Regions from separate parts of the Mus musculus genome. Here region 1 is linked to region 2. The links are chromatin contacts, called in public Hi-C maps. All regions are on one chromosome and are shown on one strand. Each heading gives the region's core, a stretch centred on a gene start, on an enhancer-like site or on the middle of the called end of the contact. The rest is flanking DNA. Distances are from core to core; before and after follow the strand shown. Region 1 holds the start of Dnajc13 (DnaJ heat shock protein family (Hsp40) member C13). Region 2 holds the start of Dbr1 (debranching RNA lariats 1).

Region 1 (5,702 bases), core at 631-3,130, 4.7 Mb before region 2:
TCACTAAGGGAAATGAGGAAGCAGCACAGAGGCTGGCAGGTGGAAACACAGGAAAGGGTGGGATACGATGATATGGGCAGGTGGACTGGCAGATAATGAAAGGCTGGGACACAGAGGAGGAGGAGGAGGAGGAGGAGGAGGAGGAGGAGGAGGAGGAGGAGGAGGAGGAGGAGGAGAGAAGAGCAAAACCAACCATTCAAACCTGGAAATGATTTCTGCAAGAGAAGGCTTATGGGAAGAATACAGTTTCTCCACTTCAGGATGCGTTCAGAGGCAGGGAATTTTCCACTACAGGGGACGGAGGCAGTTCATGTTACCTAAGCTCCTTTCACCTCTGAGAATCCATTTATTTGGTTCCAAATATTAAATAGAGAGGCAGTGTCAAGGGTTTAGTAGTTTGATGACCTGGGTGTTACAGTCTGGGGCCAAATCTCGGCTCAACCTTTTGGATGAACCTCACCTTGATTTAGTCACTTAGGAACTCTGGGTCAGCCTTTTTTACCAAATAGAAATAGGACCGCCCACACCTAGTTCTGGCAATACTCTAAGGGTCTGTAACATATACAAAGCCACGTAAGCACATGCTTTTATTACCCTGGGATAGGCCAAGGGCATCTTGTTTTGTTTTTCATTGTTGTTTTTTCCCCTTTCCACTCTACTTCAGGTCTCATCTTTCCAAGCAAGCCATTTCTGGCTGCTCACAGGCACTTTTATTTCACTGGGACAGTGTGGGAAAGCCTTCCTAAGGAAAAATCTAGTCGTCTCCAGTAACACAAATGGGTCAGTCGGCCAAAAAGTCAAGTCTGTAGAAACCATTTTACATGTTTTTCATCCCAAAACCTCCATCTATGAAACGATTCAACCACAGACGGGGTCCCTGAGAAATTCCAGTTCCAGGGTTGCTACACAATAATAATATTAGGCTCACCAGAGCATTTAAACCTAGAACTGTGTGTCCATACAAGTTTTTTTCCCCCCACAGAATCACGTTTTAGAGGGTAGTCTGCCCCTCTCACATCTTAGATGAGACACCGTCTGTTGCTCAGAGCTCTGACACAATTGTCATCTGTAACTTTGTTTCATTCTGATACTGTCACTCTCCTGAGTTCCCCTCTTCATATAGTTTCAGTGAGTTCCTATCCAGAGAGCAGTTCTTGAGTCAACTTACTTGAGCTCAAATACTAAGTCTACTACTGTGGAACTACACATCAATTTATTATCTGAAAATAGAGGATAATCCCTATCTCAGACGGCTGCAAGTTAATTGACCTTAAGTAGTTGGCCAATTAAATCCTGGCTCTGGGATCAGAGGTCCAGGAAGGCAGCAGTGTTAACTGTCCCAACACTTCACCCGCAAAGGCCTTTGACCTCTGAGGCTTCGGTCTCCATTATCTCCCTGAACACTCAAAACTTAAATCCGCGTTCAGGGTGTGTCAGTAGCGAGTAAAAGTTATGCCCACGATGCAGCTAAACCAGAGATGCGCACTGAGGCTTTCGACGGCTTCGTGGATGCGCCAGGACACTGAAGACTAGGGCTAGGTAACAGAGCTGCTCCTTTGCAGAGTTACAGTAGCCAATGCCAGCGTCTGGCTGAGAGGCGTGTCTCCAGGGATTCAGGGGGCGTGGCCTCTCGGACCGCTCCAGGGGGCGTGGCGCCTCGCCTTCTGCTTGGGCCAAGGCTCTCTTTCGCTAAGCGCACGCGTACTTCCCGAGAGGCGGAACGGCGGGCGGCGCGCACGCGGCGCTTCCCGGAAGACGGCGAATGGGCCACCGAGGGAGGGAGCACAGTGCTCCCGAGGGCGGGGCGCGAGGCGGAAGCGCCGAGGTCAGCTGACAGGGTCTCGTGACGGCCGGGGCGGCGGCCACGCACGCGCGTTAGGGTTCAGCGCTCGCAAGCCTGGTGGAAGATGGCGGCGTCCAGGGCGAGCCTCTGAGAGGCAGAGGGAGGAGCGGAGGGGTGGGGGCCGCGGCGCAGGAACCCGCGGCGACAGGCCCCGGCGGGGAAAAGGAAAGCGAGAGGGGACGGGGCCGGCGGCGCCTCCATCCTACTCAAGACGTGGAGCCGGCGGCGGGCGGAGCTCGGGCTGGAGCGCCTCCAGCCTCCTGCGAAGGTAAAGCCGCCTCCGGCTCTGGGTTTCTGCGATGCCGCTTCCCACCTTCGGGGACCCGGGGGCTCCGGGCAGGGACCCCAGAGCGGGCGGCGTTAAGCTGCTGTGTGTGGCTCGAACCTGCTGAAGCCGCGATCCTCCGTCCAGGGATCCCTGCGCTCGGACCCTCCCCTCCCCCGGCTCTGAGTGACATTTGCCCGGGGCACTGCCCGGCAGCCCCACCCCTCTCTCTGCCTGGCCGTCTTTTCTCCCATCACTATCCCTGTCCCCCACTTCTCTCGGCAACTCTCCCCGACTCAACTCCACACCTCCTTCCCCTGTGGGCTCCGCCCTCGGGATTCCCTCCTGGATGCCGGCGCCTCCGGTTTTCTTAGGTTAGCGGTCCTGCTTCCTTCCTCTGGGGTCCCGCGTAGACTCGATTTTTTTTTTTTTTTCTTTCTTTTTTCCTCGTCTCAGTTTTGTTTCGATTTGATGGGAAAGGAGGGGCAGCTGCTGTTCTCTTCCTCAAGTCCTTTATCAAACACCAAGTTTTCCCCCCAAGGCTTTTCCTTCTTGTAAAGTAGCCTGGCCTGTTCACTGTTGCCCGTGCTGGGCTGTGATTTCACCTCTGAACGCGGCTTTTGGTGTAGGTGAAGCAGCACTTTGGACGCCCAATGAAGTGGGTGTTGAGAGTACACCTGCGTGCCCCCGCCCCCCAAAAAACCCCTATTGTAAGATGCTAAATTAGCCACTCTTACCTTGAAACCGTTTCCCTAATCACTTGGTGGAAGGATGATGTAAATAAAAATCGCCCCCTAACACAGAGATGAACTCCCAAAGTAGTGATTTTTTACTTCCACGATCTGCTTTTCCCGTTTATTCTATAGTTTAGTTTTTTTTTTTGTTGTTGTTGTTTCTAGTGCCTCATTGTTTAACTTAATTTAGCTTACAGCATAAAAGCCCCTTTAATTTTCATATATAGTATAAACCAATGTTTAAGTTGCAATATCGCAAATGGTGGCTCTGGCTGTTAATACCACATTACGTTCAGGGACGGGACCGCCAGTCCTAGTTGAGAAAACACTGAGTTCACATTTGTTTGGAAACAGGAAGTACAAACAAATTAAAGGAGAAAAAGAGGAGCCAGAGTTAAGAAACAGGGATGTAAAGACCTTAAAGCTAGCTTGAGTCCTGGGCCAATACCAGCATTCGTATTCCCCCGAGAAACTATGGATATTCTTTTCTAATGCAGTAGTAGTAGTGTAAATCATACTAGCAAGCGTGACTGCAAACAAACCAAGTTCTAAAACGTGAATGTGCACAGTAATAAAGTTGCACACTGGTGGAGAGCATGAATTATTTGGTTACCCAGGCAGATGGTAATAACCTGTTTTTCTTAAACTTAGAAGAAAGGTTAATAGTGGAACCTAGTTCCCAATAGATACTAAGGTAGAGTTGAAATCAAAAGATCATGTTATACCTTTGTTGGCCCCATTCCTCCAGCACTTGTAATTACACGGGTGAGTTTGCAATGTCCCTTTCAGACTTCTCTCCTGCTTCTCTGAGGAAAGTGTAAACAGAATTATGCAGCTACATGGCAGCCCAGTTTTGCTTGTTGCTAAGGCTTTGGTCTAATATCTGGTGGGAGTTAAAGTGCAGTTTTTAGTTCATTATGTTTGTTTTAGTCTTCACATATTAGGATCATTTTTTTGCACTTAGAATGTTGTTTGTATTTATTCTGTGTGTTTGGGTCCATGTGCCATGTAGCTGTGTGAAGGTCAGAACAACTTGCAGAAGTGCAGTGTGTTTCTTCACGGTGTGGAGCCTGAGGCTTGAACTCAGGTAGTGAGCTGTAATGGTGTCTCCATCAGTGTGGGACAGGAGGATTGAGCTCGGGTTGTTAGGCTCATCGGGAGGCCTTGTAAAACCTTCTCCTCAGCCTTTTTATATAAGATAATTGCTAACATGCTCTTTGCTAGCCTGAAGTCGTTTGTACTGTTTAGCTTTGATTCTAAGACGCAAAGCTTTGCTCTAAGCTTTACAGCATGGAGGAGGGGAGGTGTGAGAAACAAAACCAACCAACCAAACAAACAAAAACTAGACGAACCAAGGTGATCACTTAGAGACAGCTTAGAGGGCTGAGGACTTAGAGAATCACTAGCTCAGCTCAGACCTGAAGGAGGAGCTGAAGAGGGAGGGGTGAAAACGAGAGGAGGGCTTTTGGACAGTGGTTAAGAGTTCAGCTAGAACAGCTGAAAAAGGGATGCAAGTGAGTGTGCCAACTTAGAAGCTGTTTACACACAAACTGCACTGAGAACGCTCCTAGGAAAAAGTCTTGCTGAAAGTCTGTCATTCAGACCCAGTGGAGGGGAACAGCAGCATAGCTTTTAAGAAGGTTGAGAAATTGCTCTCATTCTCTCCTTGGATAACAAAGTTTAATGTATATGTGTGGGCCATATTACCAGCACTATTGATAATAAATTATATTGAGCTTAGTGGAATATGGAGAAGGTAAGAGTATAATACTCAGAACAGAGACTGCATCCTCAAAAGCACAAGGTCACAGGAGCACAACACAAGGGTCAGAGGGACATTTCTCTAGTTAAATCACTCTCTCCACAGATACACAGTATTTTGCAAAAAGAATGAAGCCAGTGGTACCCTGCTGTTAACTGTTGCAAGAACGTAGCTGAGCTCAACTCCTAACAAAGTTACTGTAATCTCTGCACTTGGCCTCACAAAGAAAAGGGAGATGCTCATCTGGTCAGGAAATTACTCACCTTAGTTCCACTACTCTATACATGTCCAGCTTCCCTGAGATAAGGCACAGATGGAAAGCTAAAAGGAGAAAAGCAATTCCTAAGAGAGCCGTTATCATAGCTACACTCAGGTTGATGGAGGTAGATGATGTTATCCAATAGGCAGTACTCAAATGCTGGATTCAATGCGTAATTTCAAAAACATAGGCACTGAAGGAATCGAACTGAAGTGCTGGAAACAAGATCACAGCAGAGAGATGCCGAGTGCTTTTGGGCTTACCTGTTGTGTCACCTCGAGGAAAAACCCACGACCTGTATGTAATGTCAATCGAGACTACTCATTCTGTCTCCCTAAAACACAGATGAAACCGCTCTAAGACTTGGAAATACAGGTGGAGAGGTGGCTCAGTGCATAACAGAACTTGTTGCTGTTTTTAGAGACCTGAGTTTGGTTCTCAGGACTCACCTGTAACCAGCTAGAGAGGCTCCAGCTTCCTCTTCTTATATATCTATAAGATATATACACAGAGATAGTGTGCAAGAACCCCTCTCTGAAGGAGAGATTAAAATAAAAGGGACACACCATGAAACCAAAAGATAACTACATTAATAGACAGAACTGACTTTATGGCACATTGTATTGATGATTACAGGCAAGCTCGACACAAAAATAGACCTAGTTGTAAAATATAAAACTAAAACATTTTTAGAAGACAAGAAAACAAATGTTGGGACTTTAGTATTTAGATAGGATATCAAAAATATTCATAAAGGGAAAAATCCAGTGTTGAAGTTAGGCCCTGGTTCTTCCTCCCAGCCCCACGCTCCCCAAAATAAGACTCAGACTCAAAGTATA
Region 2 (5,913 bases), core at 2,201-4,700:
ATGCCAACAGATTAGCATGGAGAGCAGAGGGGCAAGGATGAGGAAGTAGACTTTCAATTAACAGTTACATTAAATATGTACACTTTAGTTGTCAATTTAACTCAGGAAATTTGTGAAATCTATATGAATGTAAGCCACTGCTCTAACCAAAAACCACTTAGATACTGTGAAATGAAAGGTAACTGCGGTGTGTCTAAACAATGAACTACTATCTACAGACAAATGAGCAGATTACAGGTAAGTAATGACCTGGACTTCAGAAACTCGTTAAAGCAGCAAGTAAGCTGCAAAAAGATGCAAGCAACGCAACACATTTACACAAGGTGGAAACACACTGAACCCTGTGTACTCGGCAGTGACATGAAATAACCAAGTGAATGATAAACACCAAGCTGGAAACTGCGATTCCCTGGCTACCAGAGGGGGAAGAAGAGGAATCCGACAGTCAAGTCAGTGAACTTCTACTATACCTATACTGTTGTATTTCTTAAAAGTCAAAATTAAAATGGCAAACCCTGAAAAAATTCTAATAAAACTAGATCATGGACACATAGATATACTATATAGCATCTACATTTTCCTGTCCATAAAATACTTATAATAAAAAATTAAGAATAATATCATTTACAGAAGGAATCTGATGAATAAGTCAAACTATAAATTTTGGTTATTTTACTAGAGGGCATGCAAGCTCTAAACTATAAAAGTAATCCCGTCAGAACAATACCTTTTCTATAATCATGAGATTTAAATATGCCAGAGATGCCACCAATCCTTACTCCTCGGTATTTGACAACACCAGCCAAGCCTGAAAAATTATGCATTTTAGTAAAACGGTTTAAGCAAAAAAGAATCTACTAAGAAAAGAAAAGAAATCTTTTAGAAGCCTGAAATTCTATGCGGTCCTTAAATCATTTGAAAGTATTTGCCATCCCTCTTCACACACTGTTATATGCTGATGATCCACAAGGCAGAGTAGGCCTGGAACCAATCAGACAAGAAACTAAGTGGATTCTAAAAGGATGAAGAGACAGGATGTTAAAAGCAAACAGTGAACTGTGGTACCTAACAGTGCATGGTGATACCTAACAGTGTACTGTGGTACCCAGCTGAACATGCAATTATGTGGGAGAAAGTGAAGGGGAAGGACAATGTCCTGTGATGGCCTTACACAGTGGGAGTCAAGTCAGCAGGTGTAATGTCCAAAGAGCACTGCATTTCTACATTTTCATTTTCAACTCAACTGACAATCCCACCTTGTCTTTTCATTTGTTTGAGACAGGTCTTATGATGCAGTTCTGGATGACCTGGAATTCACTCCATAGACCTGGCTGGCCTCAAAACTCCTAGAGATCAGCCTGCCTCTGCCGCTACAGTGTTGGAATTAAAAACATGCCCAGCCCAAATTCATCTCTTCATAATACTGAGATTGTTGAAAGATGGCAAATCAGTAATGACAGAGAAACAAAATTCCCAAAGTTAAGATTTCATCACTAGAAAAACTTGAACATTATTCTAGAAACAATCACTTATATAAAGAGATAAAAGACCTGCAAACTTTAAAAGATGAAAAACAAAAGGAACACTTCAAGTGATATCATAGTAAATCCAGTCAGCTAAATCCAGAGCCCAGGAAATGCTACAGGGCAATCAACCTCACTGCCTACAACACACAAACCATAGAGGAAACAGAAAACAGAAACAAGGGAAGGAAGGATAAAGAGTCTAAGAGGCAGAGCCCTGAACACCAAATATTTGGATCCTACCTGAGCAAGTCATTTGTAGATCCGGTAACTGAGACATGCAGAGAAATGCGTATGGACAAGGCACGAGAGAAGGACTAACTCACTATAGTTAGGTATAAAATGGCACCAGAACTACGTGTGTCTAAAAAAAATCTATCACTCGAAAGTCATGTACTTAGGGGCTGGAGAGATGGCTCAGAGCACTGGATGCTTTTCCACAGGTCCCGAGTTCAATTCCCAGCACCACATGGTGGCTTCTAACCATCTATAATGGGATCTGGTGCTCTGTAGGCACATATGCACTCAGAACACTGTATACACGGTAGATAAATAAATACATCTTGGGGTAGGGGGAGTCATGTACTTAAAAATCCACAAATGAAATAACCCAGTGGTTAGGATTTGCTTTAAGGCATCCCAGCCATCTCCCTCAGGAAAAGTTTAAACAATACTGGATATTTAAATATGGGAGTAGAACAAAGTAATAGGAGTTGAGGTTAACAAGTAAAGAAATTTATTAAACTACTCGGTATTTTTATGTATGTTTAGCATTTTCCATTATAAAGTTTAATGCAATAAGAAAAAAGCAAAGAGACTACAAAAAAAAAAACTTGTCATCATATTAGCTATTATTTAAACCTCTAGAAGAAAATGGATGTATGTTCATGACTGGCCATTTAATAACTATTTTAACTCAATTCTCATGATTATTTAAGTTAATGGCATTCACCACATGTCTTCTAGAAGCTGCCCAGCTGGTACAGATTCTGACAAGACCAAAAAAAGTGCACATAAACACATACCTAAATAATAAATATTCGGCGCTACCCAGCCACCATAGGGTAACTCTTGCAAATGGTTTGAGGCTTCATGGTTTCCTCCAATGAAGATGGTGAGAACCGGGGCCTTTTTCTCTCCAGAGTAATATCTACAACATAACGGTAATAAAGCTGTCAGGAACCAAACTAAACACAAAAAAGCAAGAGGTCAGAAGGAAAAGGCCGAGCTCAAAAACGATCAAACGGTCCCCACTATCTTCCCATCCCTGCCCTTAAGAATAAATTAAATCTTGAGTGTCGAGCACACATTCATTGAGATCAAGAACTTTGTGAAGTGCAAGTCTGGGCTTCTAGAACCCAGACTAGCACACAGCAGGTCACGGGAAAACCAGATCATTAAATCAACTAACCATCGTGTTCTAGCAAATCCAAAGTATCTAAACCTGCTGGTGTCACCCCGGGTCCCTGGGAAGAAGAGCCAGGTGTGTACAGAGAGGAGGAGGCCAGGGCCATTTCCTAAGCTCCGGGTCCAACAGACATCGCGATCTGCGGCAGCAGGACCTGGAACCCCACGCGAGGACCGGCCGCGCGCCCCTCACCTGTAGAAGGTCTGCATGTGACGGTACTTGGGCGGCACGGCCATGCAGCGCAGGTCGGCCTCGTTGCGCACCGCCTGGAAGTCGCCGCAGCACAGAAGGAGATCCACGGGTCCCGAGCCGCGCCGCTCCGCCAGCGCCAGAGTCTCGTAGATCTTGTCCAGCTCGCCGTGGCAGCAGCCGGCCACGGCCACCCTCATCGTGACGTTGGGCCGCGGAACTCAACAGCAACACCCCGGAGCACCTGCAGCCCGGGTCGCACAGCAAAGAACACCAGGCAGCCGGCCCACCCGGCTCCCGCCAACACCAACCGAGCCGCGGCTGAGTTTCGAGTCCTTTATGTAACTTCCGGCTTCCAAGTCTCGCGAGAGAGGGAACGGGAAGGGCCCGGTCAAGCCGGAGGGGGGAAACTTTGAACTTGTTTAATGGAGACCCTGTCTGTCTTCGTGATCCCTTGCGTGCTAGCAATCTAGTGGGTTACATTGTTTAAAACTAGAAAAAGAAATAAAATCTCCAAGAATAGGGATTGAATTTAGTAAAATCAAGGTAAGCAGCCGGGCGTGGTGGCGCACGCCTTTAATCCCAGCACTTGGGAGGCAGAGGCAGGCGGATTTCTGAGTTCGAGGCCTTCCTGGTCTACAAAGTGAGTTCCAGGACAGCCAAGGCTACAGAGAAACTCTGTCTCGAAAAACCAAAAAAAAAAAATCAAGGTAAGCAAGTGAGCAGGAGCGATTGAGCAATTAATTCCCTAGAGCAAATCTCTCCCTGGCAACGATGATTGCCTTAAAAATGAATTAGAAAGTAAAAAGAGGTTTTAATGATGACATTAAAATTTAAATGCAACGTTGAAGCTTACTGATTATTTTAAAACTATACACCAACCCTCCCGGGGGGAATTTCTAAAATTATTTTTGACTAAGGGGAATGGGTATTTTCCTACCAAATTGTTTGCCTAACTGTAACGCAAGATGAATGAAAGGTTAAATATCTCGAAAACTTCTGGAGAGAAAAGGTGGCGACTAATCAAGGAAGAATGAATGGCAAAGAAGAAAGCCAGTAAAGGAAATCTAATCAAGGGCATACAGTTGTAGCGCCACGAAAGTGTTAGCGATCCCCCAAAACCAGGCAGGAGCCCATCTGATGTAACTCATAGCACGGTCTTTATTCTATCCCAGCTCGCTGTGGCTCGCCACCAACACACAGCACAGTTTTTGGTGTACCCCGAATGTCAGTGGGGACAAGACTTTATAGAAAGCTACAAGCAGAGGGTGGGATGTGGTAGTGGTGGTAGTTAAGCATCTAATTCGAGAGCTACCATGGCCTTTAACACAATTGGCTGGTGCTGGGAGTCATATCATAAACTTAATTTCTGCTTCCCTCTGCATTAGTGGTCGTTAGGCAGGGGGTGGCCTCGTAACCTGGGGGTGCAGATATGTTGGGGTAATAACCTGGGGACGCTGGTCTTGTTGAGGGGTAACTTGGAAACTAGTGTTATGTTGGTTAGTTTGTCTGAGTTCAAACTTTGGCCAGGTTCTCTAAAATGGAGTCTGAACTTACAAGATTTGGCCTCTCAACAGAGAAGTATACATTTAAACAACTGAAAAATTTAATCAGTTAAATACAATCTAGGCTGGGGGCGTGGCAGGGGGAGGGAGGGGATGGTGGCTCTGCCTTTAATCCTTGTATTCCAGAAATAAGCAAGCAGATCCCTGGCCAGTGTGGTCAGCATGGTCTATAAAGTGAATTAAGACAGCTGGGGCTAGCCGGGCGTGGTGGTGCTCGCCTTTAATCCCATTACTCGGGAGTTTGAGGCCAGCCTGGTCTACAAAGTGAGTTCCAGGACAGCCAGGGCTACACAGAGAAATCCTGTCTCGAAAAACAAAACAAACAAAAAAATTTGACAGCTGGGACTGATGCATGGAGAAGCCCTGTCCCATAAAACCAAGAAAGAAAAAAGAAAAAGAAAGAAAGACAAAACCATACAGAGAAATGTCTCAGAAAAGACGATCTAATCAAGGTTATACAATTTTATAAGTCAGACTCTACTCTTTTTTGCGTCTGTTCTGTTTGTTCCTTCCAATTTTCCTTTCCTTTCCTTTTCTCTTCTTTTCTTTGGAGACAGGATCTTTTTATGTATCTCTGATTGGCCTGGAACTATGTAGATCAGACCGGCCTGAACCTGAAGTAGGCTTTCATTTTTAACTTATACAAACTACTTCCTTCTAGATTCTTTACATAGAATTTTTTTTTCATTTTGTGTATATATTCCTTTAGAACCATGCCTCAAAACATTAGATATTCCTTGGCTACTGGTACAAAATGCCAGATTATTATAAAACCCATCTCAGCAAGATTTTCAAATATAAGCTAGATGAGCTTTTAATTTCCTCTAAAGACCTGAGGTACAGGAACGTGCCAACACCAGCACAGCAACTCCTTCCTTCCTCTGGTCATGAAAGGAGCAGGCATGCTGGCTCATTCCAGTTTTCACTGTTTCCTAGAAGGAGACACCACAGTGGTGCCTGTGCCTACATTTATTCAGGTCTCTATTACCTGAGCCCAAGCCCAGTGAAGTAGGTGTCATGTAACACACACATATACACACACACACACACACACACACACACACACACACACACACACACAGAAGGTGTCCTTGTTAAGCTATGTAGTTTGACTCTTTCTCCCTCAGAAAGGCAGTTTCTCCCATTCTCAGCATTTCTTAGTTGCTTTAGGGTGTCTAGGTTTGAAGGATTTTTCCCATGGGATTTTTCTCTTTCATGATAGCATGTC

Evidence for each region. Hi-C and Micro-C count contacts between places; a contact is called where the count stands out from the background.
Region 1: a contact with region 2 is called in a Hi-C map of CD4 T cells, with 7 times the contacts expected there. The contact joins the promoter of Dnajc13 here to the promoter of Dbr1 in region 2. A contact is called at or near these places in 1 of 39 promoter capture datasets (erythroid cells) and 1 of 484 Hi-C or Micro-C datasets (CD4 T cells).

Annotation. Positions count from the first base shown.
Region 1 is chr9:104,259,108-104,264,809 of GRCm38.p6, reverse strand. Dnajc13 (DnaJ heat shock protein family (Hsp40) member C13) reads left to right here and starts at 1,880. Exons shown (of 56, transcript NM_001163026.1): 1 at 1,880-2,111.
Region 2 is chr9:99,573,336-99,579,248 of GRCm38.p6, reverse strand. It overlaps Dbr1 (debranching RNA lariats 1), which reads right to left and starts at 3,450. Exons shown (of 8, transcript NM_031403.3): 1 at 3,124-3,450; 2 at 2,549-2,673; 3 at 728-808. The coding sequence starts at 3,320.